Linked DNA regions of Cydia pomonella: region 1 is linked to region 2. Evidence: chromatin contacts called from public Hi-C data. All regions are on one chromosome and are shown on one strand. The core of a region is the stretch at or near the end of the contact, and the rest is flanking DNA. Distances in the headings are between cores, read along the strand shown.

The links. Hi-C and Micro-C count contacts between places; a contact is called where the count stands out from the background.
Region 1: a Hi-C map of whole body shows a contact between it and region 2, with 6 times the contacts expected there. The contact joins the promoter of LOC133526177 here to the promoter of LOC133526688 in region 2. A contact is called at or near these places in 2 of 2 Hi-C or Micro-C datasets (both in whole body).

The regions. Positions count from the first base shown.
Region 1 is chr16:6,807,896-6,814,189 of ilCydPomo1, forward strand. It overlaps LOC133526177, which reads right to left and starts at 1,364. Exons shown (of 3, transcript XM_061862667.1): 1 at 1,027-1,364. The coding sequence starts at 1,144. LOC133526331 reads right to left here. Exons shown (of 3, transcript XM_061862894.1): 3 at 5,367-6,294. The coding sequence ends at 5,813.
Region 2 is chr16:6,592,124-6,598,642 of ilCydPomo1, forward strand. LOC133526688 (inner centromere protein B) reads right to left here and starts at 4,232. Exons shown (of 8, transcript XM_061863397.1): 1 at 3,572-4,232. Trnay-gua (transfer RNA tyrosine (anticodon GUA)) reads left to right here and starts at 5,960; the gene lies at 5,960-6,047. Trnas-uga (transfer RNA serine (anticodon UGA)) reads right to left here; the gene lies at 6,463-6,519.

The DNA.
Region 1 (6,294 bases), core at 114-2,613, 210 kb after region 2:
TATATATAATATAATAAATACCGCTGCAATATAATAAATACCTATATATATATATATATAATGTATGTATTTATTATATTGTTTGCGTCTTCATTTTGTTGAATTATATGTATATCGGCACTACCCGTTCAATGTTGTAAGTTGATAGTTTCCTACTACCCAAAGGTTGTCTGGAAGAAATCGCTTCTTAGCGATAAGACCGCCTGTTGTTACCTAACTTTTAAGTGTTTTTTTTCATTTCCTGTCTATTTTTAACTGTATGGTGCACAATTAAGAATATTTACTTACTTAGTAGGTATGTACCTACATAAGTTTTACCATAGTTTTAGTCTAATCTAATTTTCCCGCCAAACTCAATCACACTTATAATTTTTTATGTTTTGAAACTTTAATGTACAAATTAACGAAAAAGAGTACAAATTGCGGACTTAATACCTTAAAGGCATTCTCTGCTAGTCAACCGTTAAATTGTTTTGGATGGAACGTTGAATTGTTTTTAATGGATTTTTTCTTTGACTCTGACCTGATCTCGCGTAGGTGGGAAAGGAGGGGTTAAATGTGCATTTTTGGTAGCTACGAGTATCATATGGAACTTAAGTAAGTACCTATTATTAGTATTTTGTGCATTGACTTAGGTACTTAATGTAGTTGTTATGTATTAATTTGAAAAGTAATTAGTAAGGCCGTAAAAATAAATCTCATTAAGTACTTATGTAGTTGTTAAATAGTTTACCACACAGGTAAACAAATTATAAAATCAACAAACCTACCGACATCGACAACCCAATTATAATAAGTATTTAATTAGGAACCTTATTAAATAAAAAGAAAAACCATCGATATCATGAGGATTGAAATAGGTATTTAATATAGATAGCCCTGCTACTACCGCCTTGATTTTTTTAGAATTTTGGAAATAATTATCTACCGGTTATTCTTCTTACTTTATTAGTTTTATTACCTATTAAAATAAACGCGCATTGTTGAGAAAAACGTAAATATTCAACTTAATAGGAATATACTAACCCGATATTCTTAAATTAGGGTCTGTAGGAGTAGGAAAAGGTCCTGGAGTAAGCTCCGGACGTAACTTCCTCAGGCCGGCCACCACTCGCGGTGCCGGCGAGTGTTCTCCAAGAAGCATTTCAACTCAGCACATATTCAAAATAAACATCTTTACACCAAAACAAACACACATGACACTAAACTTCAAAACAACAAACGTCAATCCACAAACATGGAATATAAATTCAAATTTTTAAACTGTCAAATTCGTTTATTTTTAAACGTCGAAAAAGTTCGTTACACGCGGGCGTGTCGCTCCGTTCCGTTCGCTTGTGACCGGCCGGCCGGCACAGCGCCAATGAATGAATGAAGTTGACTCGCCCTGCAGCCCCGACGGCAAGGCGGCCCCACTACTATTTTACTACGAGTAGCGGCGCATTTCCATTGTATTAAAAGTACCTATACAAATAAATAAACATGTGCCGTTATCAGTACGACGGATAAGAATTGGGGTTACATAGAATAAAATTAAGTTAAGTATCAAATTTAGAACTTTCTTGGATCGGATTCTCGTTGCTGCTATTTATTTCGGATAAATTGTGACTGTGATTTGGAAGTAAAAATACAGACTAGATTACAGTCAATCTTATTGAAAGCAAGTCTTAACGAATCATATATTTCAATAATGTTATGACATTTCTATATTTTATGTATAACATAATTAATATATAGTAACATATCTCGAACATATTTTTTTTGTATTATTAAAGGGTATTTAATCTGATAGGTATAAACATTTTGAATTAATTGAGATAGAAAATGATTTGTACTTAGAGCTTTGTACAATAACAAGAAATAATTTCCTAATTTTATTACAATCACCAGCTGACAAATTACTGACCACAAATATGACAATGGAAACGTTCAAACACAAATTACGATATTAACGGCATCTGTTGCCGAGTAGAATGTTTTAGTTTTATTACAGACTTACTGAAGATACCGGTCTATACTAGCGGCACCTTTTGTTGAGTAGGTTCAATCAAAGACTAAGCTTCTTAACTCTTTATTGTGTTGCATTATTTTTTAATAGATGGCGTTGTTATCAAGAACTTAGTCTTGAGGTCAAACACAGCAACTAGATGGCACTGTTTTAAAAATACCTATTAGTAAAGTTAGCTAGATGGCATTGTTTTCACAGAATGCATTAGTGACGAATACAACAGGTAGATGGCGTTGTACTGAAATGTAAATACATCAAAGATAATTAAAAATAATTTAAGATATCAAAAATTATTAAAAATTGTATTTTTTATATTCAAAGATAATTTAAAATAGAGGTAGATTGTCAATAAAAATTTTGTAGCCACGGTATGTGTTAAATTTGTTTAATATCAAAACGTGGCGCCATCTTACCGGGCATCGGCTAAAGGTTGTGGCGCCATCGCTCGAAACGATGCCGGCATACCTTTGGCCTTTGATCTATTAGATGGCGCCTCTTTTTGATATTTAACATATTTAACACATATCAATGAAAGAATAAGGATCTAAATCAAATGGCGTTCTAAAAGTTTTAATCATGTGTCGAAAGATGGCAGTAAATTTACTTTGGCTACAAAGTTTTCTTTGGCAATCCACCTGTATTTTAAATTCTCTTTGGCTATAGGAACAAAGTGTTCTTATTTATACCCTCTATCGGTAGTTGTAGACAACGAAATGAACATTCAGAAGTGAAGTTCTCAGGGTCGGGTTGTAACACTTGTAACAAAAAAGTAAAAATTAAAAAGATGGCGTTCTTAAAAAGTTTACTTACAAGAATATAGATGTCATAACAAGTTTAAAAAAAGTATATATCTGTTTAGGTCTAGTGAGTATTGTATTCTTTGGTTATAAGTAGTTTACCTATTTATAAAAACTTTTTCAAGTTACGACAACATTTTTGACATTTTGTTCTAATCCTAGTTGTCAACAGTTATGGTAAACAGAGCACCTATAACAAACGTATTAAAAAACGACGAAGGACGATGGGTCCGACGACGAACTTATTTTGCTAAAACCGAAATACTTACCTATATTTTTCCAAAACAATGCGATTTGTAATGTGCGAAGGTAGGCACTGTATGAACTGTTGTAGTTACAAGTTCTGTATCTCTATTTATAAATTGTGCAGTTTTCATGAAATATTCAAGAGAAATAAAGGAATCTTTGATTATGAAACTGGAAAATTTTGATACTCCTACAAAAATATGAGAATATATATTTGGTTTGATTTTCGAACATTATCAATAATTATATTACATATGGTTTTATTTTCAGATTTATCGCTATCATTTTTGAAAATTGTTTTTGATATTACTAGAATTTCCTCGAAGAAATGGCCGGTAAGTGACTTCAATACCGTAAAACGCTGCAACTTTGCCTGGATTTTGACGTTTTTTTCTTATATCTGTGAACCTATTTTTCATTATGAGTTTCATGAGTATTAGTCGGAAAACATACCCTATGCCTTACCAGATAAGACTCAAATCTCATTACCTAATCATACTGTATTTTCGATTTACAAGCAATCAAAGTGGCAGGCAAAGTTGTAGGCCTAAGACGTAACTTTGCCTAGACGGATATCTCCATAAATAATGTGTTGCTATTTGCAATAATATTTACTCTTGTGCATGAGACATTATGCTTGTCCCTGACAATCAAATTATTGCCATAAGCTTAATACTTTTTTTTTCACATGCAATAGGTAAAGTTGTAGCAGGTTCCACAAACTTTCTATACAAAAATATCGTTAACTGTAGGGTTGTGCCAAAAAAATATTATTATTAAAAAAATCTATTTATATTGTTAGTTACAAAATAATCAACAAACAAATGTAATATAATGTTGTTTGATTTCTTTTTCTTTTAGTATTTAATAATTTGAACTTATTTTAATTTTTTTATTACAAGTACATTGCAGATACACTATTTTGCTAATTTTCAATGCATTATTAAATAAAAAAAATAAAAAAATTAAAAAAATAGTGTAAAGTTCTATTTCATTGTAAAGTTCTAATCACCCATCACCTTTGAACTCCAATTGTAATCGACCTGACACCTGACAACCCAGATTTCGATAAGAAAGATAACTGCAAGACAAATCAAATAAGCCTAAACACAGTGGGTTTATTATGTGTAGTTTAGAAGTTGCTATCTTCGGTCTCCATCATCAGACCATCTCGATGGTACCATAAACATTGCATTGTCACCCAAGTTACATAAGTATGTCAAACACCTCAATTGGTCGCTAATAAGTGGTTGAAAATTAGATTGCAAATTTTGAACAAAAAGACAATTACAAGTAAACATACAACATAATTATAATACAATAAATATACAATTGCAAGTAACTACAATAAAAATATAATAACAGATTGCAATAAGTTTTTTTTATAATTTTCATTTTAATACCCATAAGTTTTTTTTGTTAACGTTAGTTTATTATTGCATTGTCAGCAGATCTACAGGTACCCACACTGAAAGTCAGTGAAAATCGACTTGCAAGATTTGACTTAAACAAACAAACATTGCAAGTTAATAAAAAGCTTGTAATAAATAAACTCATTTAAGCAGTTTAGGCAAGCTTATTTTTACTCTTTTCTGTACATTTAGAAAATGCAGCTCGTGACAGCCCTAGACCCGGGCAAAATTGTGTCATTCAAGTTTCCAAAACACTGCCCAATATTGCCTAGTACGTTATTATGCTGAAATCATGTCCTTTTATTGAAAATATTAAACTTACGGGAAATAGACAGTCTTTACTTACCCTGGGACGTTACCACTTCTCAAAAACACCTTTTTCGTAGATAAAAATTCAAAAGTTGCGAGACACTAAAAAAATGCTGCCACTCACGCCGACTTTAGATACGTAACTGGCGGAGCAACAATGGAGTTACCATTGTAAAAAAATGAAATATGTGTTGCCAGAATAATGAAAATTACTACCAAATGGCAAAAAACAAGAAAAAACTAAGCAAATTCGAGAGGTCTTAATTGAAATGAAAAGGCAAAATTGAGCTTAAATGGCAAAGTTGCAGCATTTTACGGTACCTCTATAGGCAGCCAGATTTAATATGTCGAGTTTTAGTGTTTCATATTCGAACGAAATATACTTAACTAAATGAATCTTATTACTATGCATATAATATGCGTTAAATTGTTACCCACATGATATGAATTATTATTCTTATTTTTAAGTTAACAACATAATTAAATATCAAAAACGTAGGTAGGTAAGTCTAAAGCTGATTTTTTTAGATATGGTGGAATCAAATGGAGAGTTGAAGAGGTACCTATACATTTAATTAAATTAAACAACTTCAATTATACTCACTCAATAATTTTAATTGTTATAATAGTTGCATTAAAAACAAATGACATAGTTACAAAACCGCATCTAAAAATAGCACCAAGTACACACATGGTCCGTAAGACACAATATGATACTCGGGCATTAATAACATCTCAAGCATTTGGAAGACATCGCGTCACATTCGGAAGACGAGATCAAAATAATGGCACATAAATAATTTCAAATATTCTGACTTAACAATACGCATACCAATTTTTCACTTAAAAAGCTAAGGCACGACTGGGATTATCCAACAGTACATAATATAAATTAAAACAAATTAAAGCTTTGTCATGGAAGAGACTAAATATCACAATTAGGGCCCTATATTTTAAAAGATACATTTCAGTCAAAACTTTAAAAAAATAGGGCTATGTGTAGATCTACAGTATGGGGCCTAGAAGTTTGCTTTGATGCACTACCACGGCCTCCATTTGTTGGCGTCGAGCTCGTCCCCCGGAGGTCCGTCGCAATACTCTTTTTTCTCTGCATAAAAACCTTCGGCCAGACGTCTCGCCTCCTCTTGTTTTTTGTACTCTTGGTACTCAATCAGCTTCCTTTTCTTTTTAGGTGGTAAGTTGTTGTAATCCATCGGCAATTGGCACTGTTCCGGAAGATTGGCCGGCTCTTTGTTTTCGACCGTAGGAGTCGCGTCTAATTGATTTGAGCCGCGGTACGCGACAGGTTTTTCTGGTGAGCCGGCTTTGATAACAGATTTCGCCGGTGACCTCACTTTTCTTAGATCCAACGTTTCGTTATTGCTCGGAACTCCCACTGGGTAATGCCATGCGTAATCAACCCTGTAAGCGTCATCTCTGTGCAAATATTTCGACTCGGGCACCTCCGGGCTAACGTTAACTTCGGCGTGGTCGTTCCCTCGCTTGTCCATTATGTGCTGTC
Region 2 (6,519 bases), core at 2,982-5,481:
CTTATTTTAACGATAAAGAGGCATATAACTAAATTTCGATTTTCGCGTTTTCCGGTGGGCCCTTTGTAAACAAACCGCCTTGATGCATCAATGTCATCATATTTTATTATCTGTGATGACTTGTCAAAAAACAGTATGTATAATTTACTCTATAGTTTACGATAGTTGCTAGTGCTGCACTCTGGCGGCCGAACATTGCAGTAATACTACACAATTGTTATGGATAGCAGCATAAGATAACAATGTTTGTGTCTTCAGTTTATTGAATTATAGGAGGGCGCTATACTCGTTCATAGTTGTAAGTTACATACTTAGTTTCCTGCTACCCAAAGGTTATCTGGAAGACATCGCTTTTTAGCGATGAGATGGCCTGTTATTACCTAGCCTTAAACCTGTCTCATTTTCTGTTTTACTTTTAACTTTATGGTTCACATAAAAAATATTGACTTCGGTACTAGATAATACGAAGAATAATAATAATAATAAAATAATAATACAAACATTTATTTCAGACCAAATTGATCCATATATGGTTAGTTACAGCGTATCTTAATAACTATGTTAGTAGCACAGTACAAAAACAAAAGCAAAAAATCAAAAAATCAAATACGATGGAAAATAATACGATGGAAAATGAATTATGCCACGGCCGTCATATTAGAGATGGGATATTGGCGACACTGAGAAGGTCGCGGGCCATTTCTCGATAAGATAAGATAACTTCAAGACTGGGAAGAAGTGGTGCACTCGAAGAGAGGCCTGCAATAATACTCAGCAGTGGGCGATCGATAACAGACAGAAGATGATAATTATTATATTTTTATATACGTTATGGGTTACACCGAAAAATAACAATGCAAGTGCGCAGTAGGTTAACAATAAAAAGCCTTTAGCTAAAGCACTGGGGGCCTAGCCAAGATGACAATCGTGAAAAAAAACCGAAACTTAAATTATGTATGTCACGTGACTTTTTTTGTAGCATCTGTCTTTCCAATACATTATTTCTATTCGCTTGTCGTTTGTTAGGTATCTTGGCTAGGCCCCCTGCAGTCTCCGAAAATTAGACAGTAATTATCCGCTAAACTAGCTTCACTCACAGCGCTACGCCGTAGCTCGTAGCAAATACTTCACGTTAAGAGGGAAGGAGCACGTGATCGTCCATATAACAAAAAGAGAAAATGTTTTTCCACATCTAAATATATTCCGTTCTCCATGTTTCTTTTTTATATTGTTATTTTTTTTATGGAAGATAGGCAGGCGTTTGACCACGATCACACCTGATGGTAAGTGATTAAGTGATGATGCGGTCTACAGTGGAGCACGCTTACCTATGAGATACCTATTTACTCTAGCCTTGAAGAGATTCAGATTGTAGGTACTCATGCGGAAACACAAACTCGGGCAGGGCCTACTACTTGGCAGTTCGCATAAGGAATGCGAACTGCCAATAATGATGATGGACGAGGAAGGAATGGAGGATGGTAGTATGTTATTGACACAATGAACATGTAAACATGCAAAACAAAAAAAAAGTAGGTTTTTTCGAACAAGCGAAACCTATAAACCTAGAATATATTATGCATAAATGTGATTTGTTAAGATTTAGTTAGTGAAAACCATTTTCTCCCGAAATGGAATTTCATAGAAAAAGTATCGTTATTTCGTTCGGATCGCAAAGCTATTCTTCCCTCTTAAAATCCTTCGTAGAATATCTACGGTGACGTTGTAGGTATCAGGAGGCGCTTGACTAGTCAAATAAGACAATGAAGAAAAATGCTGAAAGCTCGCTCCATCAAATAGACATCATAATAAGAGTATATATGAACGCTTTTCTTCTCTATGATATTTTCATTTGGTTGCTCCTTGTCTGTGGCTGGCACTGTTAAAATACATGTATTTATTTATGTATAAGGTTCCTGAAGGGAAATGAGGCCTACCTAAATTCAAATCGCTTTAAATCGTTATTTATTAAATATAGATTTTGTTTAAACTCTTTTCTAGGAAGCAGCAATTTGCCATGGATATGTAATCATGCATGGCGACAGAACGGTAAGATAGAAAGTAAAAAAAATGGAAATATATTATTATGGAAATGCACTGTCAAGCTTTTGATCGTAGCATCGTAACCTTTCAAAGTAATTTGCCTGTCTAGCCTAGAGACTAGCGTGATGAGGAGCAATTTGCATCCGGTCCGAGTGGACGCGAGGGCGAAATTTTACTACCATTATTCTCATATTTTGCTCTAAAATACGATACGTAGAGGGAAATGTATTACCTACTTATTTTTTCATGAATGTAAAGTAGTGTTAGAGTTCATCTAATCTAACTTTGCACCGACATGAAGAGAACAAAGTGTGTCAAGAGAATCAAGTATTTTCATACATATTTGACATTGCCACACTTTGTCATGAGTTAGCTTTGTCCGACAGTTTTGGACATATATTTATGAATAGATATCTTTTCTGAATATTAACTAATGACAACACCGCTTATACATAATATACATATACTTAATAAATAAATAAATACGTAAATAATAGGTAAGTAAATATTTTTTTTATTTACAATGTCTGGTTATGTTATGTAAGTATTAAAAACCAAAATGGCTGTAAAAATTTTTAGTATATGAGTTAAGGTTATAAAATAAATGGGCTTTAAAGTCTAATTTTCTTTCTTGTCCCAAATAGGCATGTTCGAATTCGAACCTACTATTACTTATCCCTACTAATATTATAAATAAATATATAAATCAGAAAGTTACACTGTATGTCTGTTACCTCGTTAAAACCGCTGAATCGATATATGTACCAGAAAGGTTTGGAGGTAGTTTGAGGCCCGGGGAAGGAAATAAGATAAGTAAATTATATCAATCATCATTTCAGACGAAGTCACGGGCAGAAATTAGTAGCTTATATTATGTAAGCCTTAGTATTAAAGGAACCCAAATCGTTAATAAATAAATAAATAATAAATATTATAGGACATTATTACACAAATTGACTAAGTCCCACAGTAAGCTCTAGGCTTGTGTTGAGGGTACTTAGACAACGATATGTATAATATGTAAATATTTATAAATACTTAAATAGATAGAAAACACCCATGACTCAGGAACAAATATCCATGCTCATCACACGAATAAGTGCCCTTACCAGGATTTGAACCCGGGACCATCAGCTTCGTAGGCAGGGTCACTACCAACTAGGCCAAACCGGTCGTTAATTTTCATAATGTCCAAAAAAAGATGCATTTTCCCGAACGTTATTGTTGCAAACGGTATCGTTATGACATCACGTGTTTACCCTTTTCCAATACAAAATTATAATGCAACATACATGCAGCCATAAATAACAAATGCATGCAATTAAAAAGTGTTGGCATTCCTTTGTTTATTCTAATTTAAACTGTGTAGCCTTGTGCAGTGCCAGTGATTACGGGTGCAAACCCGTGGCTACATGTAAATTGCTGAATGATTTGCCCTAGGCTGAATGTCACGCGAACTCTGTAATTTGCCACATGACCGTTCGCATACACGAACATTAAGGTAATCTTCGACCTTAAACCGACTTACCTCATCAAAACATCTGCACACTCTTAAAGCAGTCAATCACATTCACAAGTATAACGGAAGACACTGCCGCAGTTTTCGCCTACCGTCCATCCACGGCGCGTTGAATTGACATGTTTTACCCACGCATGGGTGCCAATAAAGCTCTGAGGGGCCTCTTTTTAGTGATGAAAAGGGTCTTTCATTGAAACCCGTCGTACCAGGCCCGGCCAAAGGCAGCGAGCGCGCGAGCCGGCGCGCCGCCGTACTTTGACTGAAAGCGCGTTCTGAGCGTCGAGTGTTTTTTGCGCAGGCGTACTTCAAAACAGGATCGGTTGGGCTAAAAACATTTTGATTCCCGAACGACTCAAGCCCTCCAGAGTTCGTCCTGGATAGTATGCCTTATCAAAGAGGTATTTAAGATCATTTTGGCATGGTTGTCTTAGTTAGTTGGATTGTTTTTGGTGTAACATTGCGTGTGCCGCACTGCACACGCTGTATGTGTTTGACAATAGTGGCTCCAGCGGCTGTGTTCTGATGACGTCAATGTGCTGAAGAAGATGAACGCGCGGCGCGCTCACCTGGAAACCGATTGTGAAAGTATCTACAAAGGCAATGTTTACGTATTTTCTTTACCCATTCATGTTATACCCTCGAATACCTTCTTGGGGGATGAAAATAGCGCCTACAATTTTATTATATGCAATGATGCTTAAAATTAAGGTTACTAATAAATAATAGCAGGATGTTGTTAGAGCTAAATCTGAAACTCTTTCCATTTTTTCAAATTCTTAGATATAATATAATAGATATAATATTAAATAATCTCATATTAAATTTCACAAGAGGTAATCGCCTAATCCTTTTCAATAATTGAAATGAATTATTCTACCAACTCGTAGTCCTAAACCAAAGGCAATTAAATAAAATACCTAGTCGAAAATAGTTATACGTACCCAAAGTATCGTCGCACAACGGTTTCAATTTGTGTGAATCTCGGAATCACAGATACGATAAGGTATTTTAAGGTGTCTATTTCCGTTCCATTGTTTGCATACGATCGGTCAGCGCTCTTGAACCGTGTCTAATAAAGAACCTAACGCTGTGGCATCGTTTGAAATAGAATAGGCTTAGGTTTGGAATTGGTTAGTTTAGTTTCTACTTGGGTTTGTTTCGCAATTTCCAAGTAAAGTCCTGATTTAGCTACTTGGCACTTATCTGACAATAAAGTCATAGTTGGCTTTTCACAATCTTCAAATAAGCTTATCTGGTTATGTGGGATGTTTTATCTGGCTGTTACTTTATTAGTTAATTAGCTATCCAAAACTTTGTGACCCAGGCCATTAGTTCGAAACAGAACTATTGACACAGAATGAAACGAAAAGAAGAATTTTTATTTGTTATCGAATTTGATTTTTAAGGTTTTTGGAATAGATCACTCATAAGCTATAAGACAACCTGTTACCTCTATCGAATTGTCTTTGTTTATGTTTCTGTCCACGTATTGTAAACTGTGTGGGGTGTCAATAAATATTTTACTGTGGGTATGGCGTTGGTACGTTCTTGTATAGCCGAAATTGCAAGTGTCCATAGATTGCGGTGTGCGCTTACCATCAGACGGGCCGCTTCCATGCTACGAGCCTCAACCCTCGTAGTAATATAAAGACAGAACGATCTCAGTTGAAATCCTGGGTGTCGTTTATTATATTACCTACAGGATGTTTAAAATTCTAGGCAGGTAATGCATTTCAGCCATTAAATTAGCATTAGAGCATTGGAGTCCCCGCACTAATCTACAGCGCAGATGGTAGCTACTTCGAAATTTACGCGGTTATCACACTGATGAGAATTCGCACGTTACTCCGGTGTATGAGCGTGACAGCGCTATGCATGTAAGCGATGTCCCGCTCGCACACCGGAGCGACGTGCGAATTCGTGTCCAATGTGAAGACCGCCGTATGTATACGGCGTGAACCGCATTAAACACACCCCCTCTTACACCATTCTGTGTTAACTATCTACTTACAAAAATTAAATAATTAAAGGCTACCAATATTACTAATTAAAGTCTTTGTACATACAGCCTGCCTAAATGGTAAGCGCCAGCTATATTATTAGGCTATTAATTGATTATTTACTGTGGCCCATATAGCAGCTAAGCGTGATCAGTAACTGTTTTATTGCCAATATTACAATTCTGTTACAAAATAACTTCCCAGTCAAAACACTAAATAAAAAACATCTATATTTAAAATGAAAACGTTCGTACAATACTATTACCGACCTTGTGAGTTGTGCAACAGTTGCGTGTGTTGCAGCAAATTATTTATTATTCTACTTACTATCTTGTACAATTTCATTAGTTGTGTAAGAATATAGAAAAGGTACGAAAATTTCACCTACGATTAACAACCTTCGATAGCTCAGTTGGTAGAGCGGTGGACTGTAGAGGTATATCACTGTCATCCATAGGTCACTGGTTCAAATCCGGTTCGAAGGAGTCTTTTTGTCTTTTTTTATGTTTTGTTTACTAACGGCAACTTCGGTACTCGGTAGTAAAGTATAATAAAATGTATATGTATTTGTAAAATTGTATCTAGTTTATGTGTTTGTAAATAAATATAGTAGATAGTAGTAATTAAAATATTATCATTATTGAGCACTGTTACGAACTACACATTCATCATAGATTTGGTTAAAATAATAGTATATAATTTTATTAAATGTCTGCAACAGGCAAAAATGTAAAAAAATTAAAAATACTACAATATAACTATATATAACAAAAACAGAGTAAATTTCGTATTTCACCGGTAGAGTGATAACTTGATAACATTATCTTTGTGACATTTGCGCCGCGTTATCTTATTGATCATTTGTTATATTTATCATAAAATATAAAAACACAAAAAGAACGCTGCGGACAGGATTCGAACCTGTGCGGGTAGAACCCAATGGATTTCAAGTCCATC